4 separate regions of the Mus musculus genome follow, and regions 1, 3 and 4 are each linked to region 2. The links are chromatin contacts, called in public Hi-C, HiChIP or PLAC-seq and promoter capture Hi-C maps. All regions are on one chromosome and are shown on one strand. The core of a region is the stretch at or near the end of the contact, and the rest is flanking DNA. Distances in the headings are between cores, read along the strand shown. Region 1 holds the start of Cachd1 (cache domain containing 1). Region 2 holds the start of Nfia (nuclear factor I/A). Region 3 holds the start of BC062258 (a long non-coding RNA gene). Region 4 holds the start of Junos (a long non-coding RNA gene).

The links. A called contact is a pair of places that touch in the nucleus more often than the background predicts. HiChIP or PLAC-seq counts read pairs in DNA pulled down with a chosen protein or histone mark. Capture Hi-C pulls out chosen DNA fragments and counts their contacts.
Region 1: an H3K27ac HiChIP or PLAC-seq map of embryonic stem cells shows a contact between it and region 2, with 11 times the contacts expected there. The contact joins the promoter of Cachd1 here to the promoter of Nfia in region 2.
Region 3: a contact with region 2 is called in a promoter capture Hi-C map of liver, with 2.8 times the contacts expected there. The contact joins the promoter of BC062258 here to the promoter of Nfia in region 2. A contact is called at or near these places in 1 of 39 promoter capture datasets (liver), 1 of 484 Hi-C or Micro-C datasets (B cells) and 1 of 9 other capture datasets (liver).
Region 4: a Hi-C map of cardiomyocytes shows a contact between it and region 2, with 7 times the contacts expected there. The contact joins the promoter of Junos here to the promoter of Nfia in region 2. A contact is called at or near these places in 2 of 39 promoter capture datasets (the C10 cell line and embryonic stem cells), 4 of 484 Hi-C or Micro-C datasets (CD4 T cells, CD8 T cells, cardiomyocytes and 1 more), 1 of 115 datasets of contacts at active chromatin or transcription factors (cardiomyocytes) and 2 of 9 other capture datasets (adipose tissue and embryonic stem cells).

The regions. Positions count from the first base shown.
Region 1 is chr4:100,774,501-100,778,324 of GRCm38.p6, reverse strand. Cachd1 (cache domain containing 1) reads right to left here and starts at 1,646. Exons shown (of 27, transcript NM_198037.1): 1 at 957-1,646. The coding sequence starts at 1,196.
Region 2 is chr4:97,775,394-97,779,192 of GRCm38.p6, reverse strand. Nfia (nuclear factor I/A) reads right to left here and starts at 1,567. Exons shown (of 11, transcript NM_010905.3): 1 at 1,199-1,567. The coding sequence starts at 1,225. Gm38709 (a long non-coding RNA gene) reads left to right here and starts at 1,770. Exons shown (of 5, transcript XR_003955232.1): 1 at 1,770-2,164; 2 at 2,970-3,067; 3 at 3,380-3,799.
Region 3 is chr4:99,928,200-99,931,945 of GRCm38.p6, reverse strand. BC062258 (a long non-coding RNA gene) reads right to left here and starts at 2,128. Exons shown (of 2, transcript XR_003955079.1): 1 at 1,932-2,128; 2 at 1-1,301. It overlaps Pgm1 (phosphoglucomutase 1), which reads right to left and starts at 2,495. Exons shown (of 11, transcript NM_028132.3): 1 at 2,135-2,495. The coding sequence starts at 2,380.
Region 4 is chr4:95,050,321-95,053,806 of GRCm38.p6, reverse strand. It overlaps Junos (a long non-coding RNA gene), which reads right to left and starts at 1,490. Exons shown (of 5, transcript XR_867920.3): 1 at 1,425-1,490. It overlaps Jun (jun proto-oncogene), which reads left to right and starts at 1,585. Exons shown (of 1, transcript NM_010591.2): 1 at 1,585-3,486. The coding sequence starts at 2,536.

The DNA of each region.
Region 1 (3,824 bases), core at 397-2,896, 3.0 Mb before region 2:
GGAATGAGTTAGTTGTCTGGAGCACTAGGCTGTTTCGCTGGCTTGGTACTCGGAGTGTCATCTCATCAGTTCCTAATTGAGTGGGCCTTCTTCGCCAAGAAGATGAGAATAACGGCGCGATAGGATCTCCAGGTGGTTGCTGTCTAGCAATTTTTACAACTGTGGGTTATTAGTAGCATCGTCAGAAATCCTTATCAGCCAAAGGCAATTAATCTACAACCCTAGGGAAGGCCAAAAGACGCAGGGGGAAAAAAATGGAAACCCTATTCACCTTGCCCTTCCCAGCGAAGGCACACACAAACCAGAAATTACACAGCGGACAAGAGGCGACCAATGGCCGCAAGAGCGGAAAGAAAAAGAGTCCCCAGAAGGACTGGAGCGGGGGATCCGCCAGATCAGCCCCTCCCCTCCCCCAAAGCGGCAGGGCAGGGAGAGCGAGCCCCGGTTGCTGGGCCGCCCGGACCCCAACAGTCCTGCGGCCCAGGCGGACAATCTACCTTCGCTCCCTCGCCCACTCGTGCGCCTGGTCTCCAGGACGCTGGGAGGTTTCAAGAGGGTGGAGTGGGGGAGCCTTGGAGAATGCCCCGAGCCGGGCGGGACCGCTGCCTAGGGATGGGAACACAAAGAGGAAAGGGGAGTTTGCAGGAGTGACGAGTGAAAACAAATCTGCGAAGGAAGAGAGTGCAAACTGGGGAAGGAAGCGCGGATAGAGCAGAGAATCCCCAGCCAACAAGAAAGGAGCCGGGGCCGAGAAGAGGGGGAAAGTGGGTGCGGGGCAGAGGCTCTGCAGAAGAGGGCAGCGGCAAATGAGTACACGGGACAGAGAGCACTGGATGTGGTGAAGTCTGCAGGAACCGAGAGGTCCCACAGCCCGCTTGGGCACTCCGTGCAGCGGCCCAGGGCTCTGCGCAGCGGGAGAGCGCTGCAAGTGAGGCGGCGCGAAGGGGGTCGCTTACCTGCATGGTGACCACCCCCAGCTCCTCGGCAGCCAGCCTCCGCATCTGGCTCGCCAGCACTTGCGCCTCGTCCAGGATGGAGAAGTCGGCGTCGGCCACGGCGCCCAAGATCCAGCATGCCACAAGGCAGAGCAGCCAAAGGGGCGGCCGCGGGGCCCCAGGCCAGCCAGGGCAGCGAGGACAGCGGCGGACCACAGCGGCCGGCCTTACGGTCTCCTCTTCCTCCGGCTCGCGGGCCATGCCGCCTCCGGCCACTCCCGCCGACGGGATTCGGGCGCTGGCCGCGGGAGGCGCAGCCCGCCAAACTTTCCTCGTCTCCTGCGCTCTCGGCTCCACGGCGCGGCGGCTGTAGCTGGAAAACTTAGGGGGCGCCCGGCTGCAGCGCGGGCGCGCGGGCGGCCACCATCGCCCGGCGGCAGCGGCTCGAAGACCGCGGCGCCCGCAGGCCGGGCGGGCGGCTGAGAGCACCGGCGGAGCGGCGCCGCCTTCGCTTTCCCGAGTCCCGGCGCAGCCCGGAGACGGCGGCGGCGCCACCAGTGTAGGCGCGGCGAGGCGACCGGGGCGGTCTCCCGGCGAGGAGGGAGAGGGAGGTTTAAAAGACCGAAGTGAGAGAAGAGAAAGGAAAGAAAGCGGCGGGGAAAAGGGAGGTGTCTGGTGCCACCACGCTGCGCTCCGGCTCCGTACACTTCCCGGCTCCGCCGCTGCCGCTGCAGCGGTGATTTATGGAAAGAGGAGGGAGGCGGGGAAAGTCCCGCGCTCGCCCCTCCTCTCCCTCCTTGCACGGGGCGACGCCCTGGGACGCTGGGGGCCCGGGATACTGGGGGACCTCGCTTGCACAGGACCCTTCTGGCCTGAGAAGGGGATCATTTGAGACCTTCCCATAGCTGGCCACGCGACCGCCCCCACCCCCTGACTCGGCCCGTGCAGGAGATCTCGGGTCCCAAGTGTTACAGGTTCCACCCACCCACCACCCAAAGTCCCTTTTAAGTTCGAGAACTCGGGCTTTCTGCCTGACCCAGACCTAGGAAGGGAGCAACTGTCTTTAGAGCTTTAACTCCCTTTCCTCATTTTTTATTAGTAACAATAGCTCGCCCTCGTGGGCACAGCGGACTTGGTTTGTAACCAGCTATCATGTGGCCAGCACAATACTCTGAGGTCTACATTCAGTGTGTGTGACTCATTATCCTTTAATCCCAGGACGAGGCTAAGAGGTTGTATCTTGATCCTGAATTTTCAGGTAACAAACTCCGAGCCTTAGGGAGTTGCAACAAATAGCTGAAGGTCACCCAGGGATAAGCTACTGACCCAGAGTTTAAGCACAAGTATTACTTTCAGGCCTGTGCTCTGACCTTCCACTGGATGTTTCTCTCTCTCTCTCTCTCTCTCTCTCTCTCTCTCTCTCTCTCTCTCTCTCCTCCCTCCCTCCTTCCCTCCCTCCCTCCCTCCCTCCTGCCCTCTCTCTTTGTGTTTGTGTGTATAAATCCATCTGACTCCATTACAGGCAAAAATAACAAATAAAAAATAAAAACGAAAACAAAGCTGAAGTTGAGCTCATAGCATCCTCCTGCTTTCATAAGCATGGCAGGTATGGCTCCTGAGTACTGGATCAGGCTCTCTGAGAGCCACCATAGAGAAACAAGTGTGTGCTGCAGGGCGAGTGTCCCTGTATAAAGCATTCATTCACTTTCCTATAGACTATGAATGTGCTGCTTCAAGAGTCCTAGAAACTACAGCTATGGGTAGGCAAATGTGAGGGGAGGGGGTAACTGAGAATGCCCCCCACCATACTCTTATGTTTGAGTACTTGGTCCCCAATTTGGGGCTGTTTGGGAACAATTAGAAGGTGTGGTCATTTTGGAGGAGTGTGCCACTAGGGATGGTCTTTGAGGTTTAAAAAAAACATTCTGGAGAGATGGCTTAGCGGTTAAGACCACTGACTGTTCTTCCGAAGGTTCAGAGTTCAAATCCCAGCAACCACATGGTGGCTCACAACCATCCATAATGAGATCTGATGCCCTCTTCTGGGGTGTCTGAAGACAGCTACAGTGTACTTATGTGTAATAAATAAACAAATCTTTAAAAAAAAATTCTCAGTTAGCTCTCTCTGCCCCAGGACTGTGTCTGGACACGTGAACTCTCAGCTACTGCTCCAGAAACATGCCTGTCTTTCATCATGCCCCCCCCCCCACATCCCCTCTATGATAGCCATGGATTCTAACTCCCTGAAACCATGAGCCCCAAATAAAACATTTTATTTTATGAGTCGTCTTGGTCATGATGTCTTATCATGGCAATAGAAAAGTAACAAATACAACAGGTTATAGGGTTTGCCTACGTTAACTACCAGAGGCGGAGCAGGAAAACAAAACTAGTTATTCTTTGCTTTACTTGATAGTAACGCCTTCCAGTTTCTCTCTTTGATTTTTAAGAACTCAGTCATAGCCAGGCAGTGGTGGCACAAACCTTTGATCTCAGCACTTGGGAGGCAGAGACAGGCAGATTTCTGAGTGTGAGGCCAACCTGGTGGTCTACAGAGTGAGTTCCATGACAGCCAGGGCTATACAGAGAAACCCTGTCTCAAAAAGAAAAAAAAAAAATCTTAGTAATAAAAACTGAGCTTCTGAGCTGAAGAAAGAACTCAGTTAATAAGATGCCTACTAGGTGCAAGCATGAGAACATGAATTTTGATCCCAGCACCCAAGTAAATACTAGGCATGATGGTGTTTCTCTGTAACAAGGTGTAGGTGAAGGGACAGCAGAGATGTGTGGACCCAGCTTAGCCAACCTGAGCTCTGGACTCAGTGAGAAACCCTGTCACAAAAAAAAACCTTAAGTGGAGAGTGACTGAGGACAACACCCAAGGCCGAC
Region 2 (3,799 bases), core at 318-2,817:
CCTTCCAAAGTATTCCCGGTAAACCGTTAGCTCCAACTCATTGAAGGCACAGTGGTAGCAGGGTTTTGAGGGAGTCGTGAAGAAACCTTGTGCTGGAAGCATATAACTTCATGTAGGTGATTACTGGCCAGGGTGCAATGTTTTAAAGCCATATAAAGACTCGTACTTAAAGAGAAAAATTAGCGCAAATCACTCTGACTTTATGCCTTTTAGTCAGAGAAAATAAATAATATATTCAAACGGGACCAGATCCGGAGCCGCAAAATAGCAGTGTTTCCTTGCTGCTGGTGCAGACTCGACCGGGAGGGATGGGCTGGGAGGCTCGGGCAGGAGGGGCAGGCGGAGGGGCACCAGGCCCCACGCCGCGAGTGGGGCTGCAGGGAAAGTTGCCGGGTCCTGCTGGCTGAGCCGCCCGGGGCTTGCCTAGGCGGCGGCGGCGGCGGGGCAGCCGACTCGGGCCCTGGCCGCCGCTCGCCCTCGAGCCGGAGTCCCACTCCGCCCGCAGCGGCCCAGCCCGGCCCGACCCGCGGCCTTGGCGGCTCTGTGGCCTCCGCGGCGTGGGCTCGCCAGACCCCGAAACTTTCGCCTGGGGGTCGCGGGCAGGAGGCAAGGACAGCAAGGTCCCGGGCCGGCGCGGGGAGTGCGTCTCCGCAGCCCACGGACTAAGGCTAGCACTGCCCGCCCGCCGCGTCCGAGGGGCGCTGCCCGGGCCGGCCCGCAAAGCTGGCACAAAACAAAAGTAAGAGTTCGGGGCGTCGGCGGGGGGCGCGGCGGCGCGGGAGGACCCCGGCAGCCAGGGCGCCCCGGGTGCAGCCGGCGTGCGGGGCTTGCGGGGCTCAGCCGCCCCTCCCTGGAGCGGAGGAATCGCGGGCACCGCGCTCCGCGCCGCAGCCGCCAGAGTCCAGATTGCAGCGTGTCAGGGGCTGCAGCCGCGGACACACGTGCGGGGCGCCCGCAAGCCCCGGCGGAGCTCCGCAGTCCGGCGCCCCGATATTAATTAACGCATTAATAAGAGGGCGCCATTAGCCATGTGCCCACACAAATGGCCGAGCAGGAGGAATGCACCCGCATGGAAACAAAGTTACTTTCTTAAAGCTGCAGCCCCCCCCCCCGCACACGCGCGCGCACACACAGAAACACGCGCAGACACGGCTCCCGCCGAGGCACACGGCCGCCCCGCGCCCCCGCAGCTGCTTACCTGGGTGAGACAGAGCGGAGAATACATAACTGCCGGGCGGCGGGGGGTGCGTGCACGTCTGTGTGCGGGCTGGAGGTGTGCGTGAGTGTGGGTGCGAGAGGGAGAGAGAGGAGGAGAGAGCTAGGAGGGGGGGAGGAATAAAAAATCAAGCCTGCTTCTTGCGTTCACATTTCCAACTCGGCTCAACTGCAGCAGCCAGCGCTCTTGCCGCTCCACGCGCTGAACTTTAACCCCGCCTAGAGTTTCCCTACACTCCACTATACTGTCTACTGTACGCGGGCGTTAAAGGCATAGCGCACCCTTTCCCGCTCCCGCGCCGGCCGGCCGGGTGCCCGCGAGCTGCCCGCGCGCCCGCCTGCGCCGCGTTCTGCACCGCACCGCACGGCCGCCGCCCGCTCGCGCCGCCGCCGCGGGGGTGTGGGGGTGGGGTGGGGTGGGGGTGGGGGGGCGGGGTGGGGGGGAGCCGGGTGGGGGAGGGGCGGCTGCGGCGCTGACACCGGTCCCCAGCCTGCAGGGCCGCCCGCCCGCCCGCCGCTCGCTCCGCGCTCGCTGCCTCCCGCGGCCCCCCGCCCCCCGCCCCGCTCGGCGCGGTCCCCGGGAACGCGGCGCGGAGCGGTTTTTTCAGCGTGTCCTCCGGGCGGCTATAGGCTGCCACAGGATGTGCTTAAGCAAACAAAACTACTTTTCCTCCTCCCCATCCCCCCACCCGCGCCGCAGCCCTCCGCGGACGTCGGGAGAGGATTGGGGCAACTTTGTCGGGGCGCCCCGCACCCCCGTGGGCCGCGGGTTGGGCTCCCTAGGAACCCCAGAGAAGGGCGCGCGTTACATTTGCATGTATGCAAATTTCTTGTAAAAAATCAGACCTTCTAGGTAACTTTTCCTCCCTTCCTCTGAAATGCGGTAAAGCTCAAAAGCATTGTAATCTCTCCTGCGAAGCTTTCTATGGGAATAGTATCGTCGGGAGAGGTAATATGCACAAAAGCCTGCTAACTTTTCAGCTACGACTCTATAGCAGTCAGAATCTGGGGGTGGGGGGGATAGGAAGATCACCCCAAAGATTCCCCAGATTGCGGGGGAGGAGGTGTCTGGAGAAAGCAAGGAGGAGAGTCATGAGCGAACGCTCTTCTCTCCCAGAACCCAGGAGCTGGTGGGTTTAAACACAAACGCCCAAAAAAGTTCTGTCACGTCAGAAACAACAGTGGTTTAGCTGGGACATTTTTCTGTATACTGAGAAGGAAAACTGTGAAAGGGTTGCCCCCTTAGGAAAGAGATATGTTTGTATCCCCAAATGGGAGCCCAGGACTAACATCTGAGTCCCTGTTCCCCAGACACACTCTTCAAGGGTGCGTCTTTGTGGATCCCAACTTTTCCCTTCCCCAGGTAATAGTTCTCAAGATGGAAAAGAGCTTCCTGCAATTATTTTAGGTTTGCTAAAGTATTGTTTTGGCAGAAGGGGGGGGGGTGGTTTTAGGGTTTGGCACATTGCCAACAAGCCTGCTCTTCCAGCTTTCTTTTTCTTCTGTCCTTCCCTCCTTCCTTCCCTCTTTCTTTTCTTTCTTTCTTTCTCTCTTTCTTTCTCTCTTTCTTTCTTTCTTTCTTTCTTTCTTCCTTAAAAAAAAAAAAACTCAACACTTTCTCTCTAGACTCTCTTTTCTTCTAGAGGGGGAAAAAGTATACCTGTCTCCTCCAAACTCTCATTTTCTCCTCCTCCTCTCCCTCCTGAAGTTTTGCAGCCTTCTGTATTTACCTACCCTTCTTTAAAACTCCCCAGATTCCGACGCTGGCACACAGACTGGGAATCCGCTCCCTGGTGGAGATGACAGGACTAGAGTCTGCAGGCATGCCCACCCGACAGAAGAAAGTGAGGGGGTATGATCACTTTCATTCAGATTTTTTTTTCTAGGTGGGTAAGCCTGCTACTAGAAAAGGCCAAATATAATGTTCTGCTGAGACAGCCGGCAGTCTAAAGTTTGTTTGTTCTCTAGTCCGTTTAGGGCTAATGCTCAAGAATCCATTCTTCTCCCCCTGATTCCCACCCCCTGCTCTTGAATATTCTTGGAATCCATATTATTCCGATTACATATTAAGGATTGAAGGAAAGTAATAGCTTCAACCTTTAGTTAGAACGTCCATTTTCCCAAACTAAGCAACTGCTTTTCCTTGGTTCCTTGTGGCTTTCAGGAAGGAAGAAATGCCCTCCAAGCTAAGAGGAGTTAGAGAAACATTCCTGGCCACGAAACCCTTTGCTGGGATCTATAACTTCAAGACTCTCCAAGTTTCCTCGACAGAAGTTTCTGGCTGAGGGAACCAACATGTAACTGAGGCACAGTGACAAGTTATTGTCCCGTGTGTGTGTGTGTGTGTGTGTGTGTGTGTGTGTGTGTGTGTGCGCGCGCGCGCGCGCGCGCTCTGGGGAAGCTCTCTTCCAAAGTGGATTTTTTTTTTTTTTGGTGTATAGATACACTTCACATCTGCCTCTTTTCAAAACAGCAAAGAATTTTACTTTTGATTCTCAAGGGGATTTTTTTAAATAACTGCCTGTTGCCATGTCTTCTTTTTTTAAATGGGAAAAAGTAATTGAATGCTGATATTTCCACTTTA
Region 3 (3,746 bases), core at 879-3,378, 2.2 Mb before region 2:
TCTCCTGCTTATCCGCCACTCTCTGATGAGCTCTAACTGCACCTCACGCTGAAAACAGACCATGACAATTTATTTCTTACAGACGTAATCTTTTACAGAATTTGCTAACTGCAGAGGTCCTGGACTGATACCCTTGAATGTACCAAGGAAAGACCTTCATGTAAAATGCAATCCTGTCTTAAGCTTAGTCTCCAATGGGCACATATGACTTACAAACATAAATTCACTGGAATTGTGTTAATCTACTCTAGTGGTATCTATGAGAAAGGAGCAGTTGCTTTATGGAGATTTGATCTTAAGGGAATCACCCCTGGGGAGGAGCGATGCTTAAGAGAATCTGAGCAGCAAGCTGGGGACAAAGACCTAGGGTATAAGTATGGCGAGCCATGGGATGGTGGGAACGATCAGTGGCGTGATCAAGACAAGGAATGAGACTGTTAAGCGCAAAGTCAGCCAAATGCAGGGCATAGGTAAAGGCCCACAACAGTGCTACAGGGAATGAGCAAGCAGAGTCACCCTCCCTGAGGGGGCGTTTCAGCAGAGAGGCGGAAGCAGCAGGGCTTAGACGACGATAAGGTGGCGAGTGGCAGTGTAGGAATCCTGGAACTATTAGAGTTTGGCCAAAGAGGGAAGAGCAACAGGCCAGTGGCTAATGCGTGATGATGTTTAGTAACTTTCTGTTGTTGTCTTCACGCTTTCCTTCTCACTCCACAGTACTCCCAAAGTGGCAGAAATCCATTTGAACCCTAAAACTCACACTATGCTAAAAGCTCCTACCGACAAGGCTCACTCCTGCCTGGGAGCCTTCCTTTTCCCCACCCATTCTCTGTCCTGGGCATAGGCCAGGGGACTGCTGAATGAGGCCCCTGTGAGCAAGGGTGGAGCTGAAGGGATCCTCCCCACAGAGCTGACCGGCCTCTCTCCCACATGGAAAGCTGTGGTGGTCTGAACACTCCTGGGCATACAGATACAAATCCCAACTTCTTTCTCTGTTTGTCAATGTCTGACCCATCCAGGAAAGTCTACATACAGAGCTCAGTTTAGATCTTGAAAACTGGAAAAAGAAGGTCTTGCAATTTATGAGTCCCTCGATTTTCAGAAGCCACTCAAGTGGTACCGGAAGGTCCGTGCTGGATTCAATGTTCCCGTTATAGTTTTGGTAAATTCTTTAACCTGCCCAGGCTTTTTAGTACTCTCCTCGGTGACTTTAAAGTACCCATAATAGCGTCTTCCTTATAGGGCTTCAAGAGGGTTCTTGAGACACACCAGTGAAATGTTTGTCACGGTGCTTGGCAAGGCAGCTTGAAATAAGTTGAAATACAAGTTATTGTTGAAGGGAATGGGCCCCAGAGGAGCTGAGAGAAAGTCCAATGTTATTGTAAATATACAAAGAAAACGTGTTCCTTAAAACTTCTTTTAAAGTATCTTGTAGAAACAAATAACCAATTCCAAATCCACATTTACAAATCATCAGATTTATAGGAGAAAAAAAAGTTTCACCTCTCTAGTGGACCTGCTCAATTAAGACAGTTAACCTTCTTAACCAGGGGGCGGAACTGGGGGCGTTGCATTAATTTCCTGGCCTGTCAGGACAGCTTGCATAAGAGAGCCCTTGGGTATATTGTTATTGCTTTAATGAAAATTCAGGTCCAGCCCCCTTGGTGGAACAGGTCCAGCAGAGACTGGACTTTTCAAAAGCCTGAACCCAGGCAGCAGGCCCGGCAGGGGAGGAAGCGCCTTTCCCAAGCCAACCAGAGGGCAGGGAGAGAGGCTTGGCACCTGCGGGCCCAGATCGCTGGCTTAACGCCCCAGGGGGATGAGTGCTCCGGTCACCCCGGCCCTCCCAACACCTGGCCTCGAGTCAGCGGGAGGTGCCCCAATCCCAGACCAGAATAGCACAGCGCCACGCAGGGTCTGCACGGCGGGCTCACCTTTCCCCGGCATAGCCATTGCGAAACGTGGGGTGTGGGGGGATGGGGTGGACGGGAAGCCGAATAGGGGTGTGGGGGCGGGGGTACTGCCAAGGTCAAGGGAGCGTGCGCGGGGCGGGGACGGGATGGTGGCGCGCACGGAAGCGCCGGCCCAGAGAAGCCCGCACGTAGCACACGCTCAGCCCGGCCCGCGCGTCCCTTACCCCGTTGGCTGCAGCGATGCGTACGATGAGCTGGATGGCCTCGGTCATGTAGAAGCGGCCGTCCCCGCCCACAACCAGCGTGGCCTCCTGCCTCAGCGCCGGCTCCACGGTAGAGACGATGCTCTGGATGAAATTCTCCGCATAGTTGGCGTTGCTCTGGAAAACCTTCACTCGCTTCCGCAATCCGCTGGTGCCCGGCTTCTGATCCGGATATGCCTGCGTCTTCACTGTCACGATCTTCACCATGGTGGCGGTTGGCTGCGAGGCGACAGTGGCTGCGGCTCTGGCTGCTGCAGAGGGCTCAGGGTCCGCTCTGCTCTTGCCCTGGAAACGATGGCCCAGGGCCTGCCCACGGCCCGCCCACTTCGCCAAAGTCCGGCTGCCTGGGAAGAGGGACGGGTCACGGGGTCGAGAGGGGCGGAGTCTCCCCGACTGACACATCTCTACCTGAGCCAATGGTCTATATAAAGAAACTAGCTCTTTAACTGGAGAGCAGAGCTTCATCTATCGATCATAGTGCAAGGACGAAGAGTTCAGCACGTTACTGTGATTGGACTAGAGTGTCACGTATACATTCCAGAAGCTGGTCTAAAAGACAGAAAAGCCATCCTCCGACTTTTTTTTTTTCTGCAAGGACAGGCTCAACCCCAAAGTTATATTCAGCTTTCTACTTTTTATGTGTTTGCTGTGGGCCACATGCTACTTCATTAGTGATTGTGGATATCCGAAGAACTGATTTGTTTAGTGTATAGTTTCTAGATCTTCCAAAAGTACGGGTTTTATTTTTCCGTGCTTCTGCTCACAACACTGAGAAATTCCGATAATAAAATCCTTCCTCGCCGGGCGGTGGTGGCACATGCCTTTAATCCCATCACTTGGGAGGCAGAGGCAGGCAGATTTCTGAGTTCGAGGCCAGCCTGGTCTATAGAGTGAGTTCCAGGAAAGCCAGGGCTACACAGAGAAACCCTGTCTCGAAAAACAAAACAAAATCCTTCATCACTTGAGGAAGTTCAGCTCAGTTTGGGTCTGAACAAGCCAGGCAGGCTCTTACCAGGGTTGGCCTGTCTGTCATCCATCACGTTTGACAACTAGGAAATGGAAACTTTGAAGGCAGCCTAGATAAACATAGATACAGCTATAAGGCGTCAAAGGATTACTGTGACAGCGGACCCAGTGATTGTGAAAACAGCAAGAGCTAAGGCAGTCAAAAAGGATTTGATTATTCGGTAGGAATATTTTCTTCTGCCTTTCTTAGTTTTTTTTTGTTTTTGTTTTTGTTTTTTTGTTAAGAGTCTCTGCTTGACAAATGTGTCATTTTAGTATACCAAGAAAACAAATACCTTTAAGAAAGTTAAGTCTGTGAGTGTCCATCTTAAACAAATGTAAAACCTTTCAAAAAGGATTTCTGCAAGAAAGAGGTTGTGGTGATGATGACTGTGCCTGTATTCCTACACACACACACACCCAGAGAGAGAGAGAGAGAGAGAAAGAAAGAGAGAGAGAGAGAGGGAAAGAGAGAGAGAGAGAAACATTCCATAGAGGCATAGACCTATACAGACTTGAAATGACCCCAGCTTAGTACAGTCCACGTGAAATCAGTATTAGTTGATGC
Region 4 (3,486 bases), core at 241-2,740, 2.7 Mb after region 2:
CAGCAAAGTCCAAATTAGAACCTTTCTAGGTCCAACTTCAAACTTCAAGTCCTAGGCTGAAGGGAGGCTTAAGGGAAGAGTTGGCTCCCGGTCCTTTTTCTATCTTGCTTACGGGCTCCTGCCAAATCTCAACCCAGGATCCTCCAAATCACCCCACCCCCACCCCACCGACGGCCCAGGGTAACTCCGAAGCTGGTAGGGAAGGGGGCTATTCTCAGAGTCAAAACTAATGCCTGGCAGCCCGGTGTAGTGGACCTCATTCGCTCTACTTCTAGATGAGACCAATAAAGCTCAGAGAAGTTCTGAGATTTGCCCTTATGCCCTGGGAGAACCAAGCTTGCCACCTCTTTAGTCCTGAGGGGTGGAGGGTGGAGGGCTGATAGCAGAACCTTAGAAAAGAAATAACTTACATGTGTCTAGCGCTTCCTAGAGGCCGCACAGGATATGACTCCACCAGTGAGCGGGGAGGGGAGTTTTCAGCCTGTTTCTACCAGGGACTCCTGCTTAAGCACCGTGACTTGGGGCGAGTCCGCAGCTCTCAAGGCTTGTTTTCCCAGAAGCAAATCAGGGAGGGAGGAAGGGCGGGCGCAGACTGAGTGTGCGCGGGACCGTGTGTATGTGCTAGCGCAGGCGATCGCCGAGGTTTCCTGAGTTTCGAACCTTTATATGTTGCTTTCGACACCCCATGGGCGCTGGGCTAGCATCTTTCACACCTAGAGGAGGGGTCCCTCGGAGGCAAAGCGAACACCCCTCCCCCGGCACGTCCAGAGAATAAAGTGTTGTGCCGGGGACCCTGATGAGTCGGTTCCGAACACCGCAAATCTCTGGTTTCCAGGTACAGCACACTGCGGCGCAGATCCTTCTCCGAAACTAAACTTCCAAGCATACTCATCTTGGAGGGCTACTCTCAAACCCGCTCAACTTCAACGCACTTACGTGCTCCCACACCCAGGGCGCACACAACCCTTTTAACCCGCATCGCTCTGTCCCCCGGAAGTGCGGGGGTGCGGAGCCAGCTTCAGTCACTCAGATCATTCAGCCCTTTCTCGGGCGTGCGTGCGTGTGTGTGTGTGTGTGTGTGCCCGCGCGCGGGCGCGCGCCTGTGTGCAACCTTCACTCCCACCCAAGCTCTCCGCCCCCGGCCACTAGCGCGCCTCCCCTGCTTTCTGGATCCCCGCGTCTCGGTCCCAGTCCCCAGCCCTGAACTTGAGCCCGCCTCCGACAGACTCCGCAAGGGTCCTGCCGACCGGCAGCCTCCGTCACTAGACAGCCAAACCAAGACGTCAGCCCACAATGCACCGGGCGGGCCGGGAAAGACGCGCCGGGGAGGGAACCCGGGAACACAAGCCGAAGCTGAGCGCGGGAGGGGGGGGGGGGAGGAGGAGAAAGAAGGGCCCAACTGTAGGAGCGCAGCGGAGCATTACCTCATCCCGTGAGCCTTCGCGGGCCCAGAGAAGAATCTTCTAGGGTGAGGTCTCCATGGCGACGGGTGGGCCCGCCCCCCTGAGAACGACGCAAGCCAATGGGAAAGCCTCGGGGTGACATCATGGGCTATTTTTAGGGATTGACTGGTAGCAGATAAGTGTTGAGCTCAGGCTGGATAAGGACTCAGAGTTGCACTGAGTGTGGCAGAGACAGCCTGGCAGGAGAGCGCTCAGGCAGACAGACAGACAGACGGACGGACTTGGCCAACCCGGTCGGCCGCGGACTCCGGACTGTTCATCCGTTTGTCTTCATTTTCTCACCAACTGCTTGGATCCAGCGCCCGCGGCTCCTGCACCGGTATTTTGGGGAGCATTTGGAGAGTCCCTTCTCCCGCCTTCCACGGAGAAGAAGCTCACAAGTCCGGGCGCTGCTGACAGCATCGAGAGCGGCTCCCGACCGCGCGAGGAAATAGGCGAGCGGCTACCGGCCAGCAACTTTCCTGACCCAGAGGACCGGTAACAAGTGGCCGGGAGCGAACTTTTGCAAATCTCTTCTGCGCCTTAAGGCTGCCACCGAGACTGTAAAGAAAAGGGAGAAGAGGAACCTATACTCATACCAGTTCGCACAGGCGGCTGAAGTTGGGCGAGCGCTAGCCGCGGCTGCCTAGCGTCCCCCTCCCCCTCACAGCGGAGGAGGGGACAGTTGTCGGAGGCCGGGCGGCAGAGCCCGATCGCGGGCTTCCACCGAGAATTCCGTGACGACTGGTCAGCACCGCCGGAGAGCCGCTGTTGCTGGGACTGGTCTGCGGGCTCCAAGGAACCGCTGCTCCCCGAGAGCGCTCCGTGAGTGACCGCGACTTTTCAAAGCTCGGCATCGCGCGGGAGCCTACCAACGTGAGTGCTAGCGGAGTCTTAACCCTGCGCTCCCTGGAGCGAACTGGGGAGGAGGGCTCAGGGGGAAGCACTGCCGTCTGGAGCGCACGCTCCTAAACAAACTTTGTTACAGAAGCGGGGACGCGCGGGTATCCCCCCGCTTCCCGGCGCGCTGTTGCGGCCCCGAAACTTCTGCGCACAGCCCAGGCTAACCCCGCGTGAAGTGACGGACCGTTCTATGACTGCAAAGATGGAAACGACCTTCTACGACGATGCCCTCAACGCCTCGTTCCTCCAGTCCGAGAGCGGTGCCTACGGCTACAGTAACCCTAAGATCCTAAAACAGAGCATGACCTTGAACCTGGCCGACCCGGTGGGCAGTCTGAAGCCGCACCTCCGCGCCAAGAACTCGGACCTTCTCACGTCGCCCGACGTCGGGCTGCTCAAGCTGGCGTCGCCGGAGCTGGAGCGCCTGATCATCCAGTCCAGCAATGGGCACATCACCACTACACCGACCCCCACCCAGTTCTTGTGCCCCAAGAACGTGACCGACGAGCAGGAGGGCTTCGCCGAGGGCTTCGTGCGCGCCCTGGCTGAACTGCATAGCCAGAACACGCTTCCCAGTGTCACCTCCGCGGCACAGCCGGTCAGCGGGGCGGGCATGGTGGCTCCCGCGGTGGCCTCAGTAGCAGGCGCTGGCGGCGGTGGTGGCTACAGCGCCAGCCTGCACAGTGAGCCTCCGGTCTACGCCAACCTCAGCAACTTCAACCCGGGTGCGCTGAGCAGCGGCGGTGGGGCGCCCTCCTATGGCGCGGCCGGGCTGGCCTTTCCCTCGCAGCCGCAGCAGCAGCAGCAGCCGCCTCAGCCGCCGCACCACTTGCCCCAACAGATCCCGGTGCAGCACCCGCGGCTGCAAGCCCTGAAGGAAGAGCCGCAGACCGTGCCGGAGATGCCGGGAGAGACGCCGCCCCTGTCCCCTATCGACATGGAGTCTCAGGAGCGGATCAAGGCAGAGAGGAAGCGCATGAGGAACCGCATTGCCGCCTCCAAGTGCCGGAAAAGGAAGCTGGAGCGGATCGCTCGGCTAGAGGAAAAAGTGAAAACCTTGAAAGCGCAAAACTCCGAGCTGGCATCCACGGCCAACATGCTCAGGGAACAGGTGGCACAGCTTAAGCAGAAAGTCATGAAC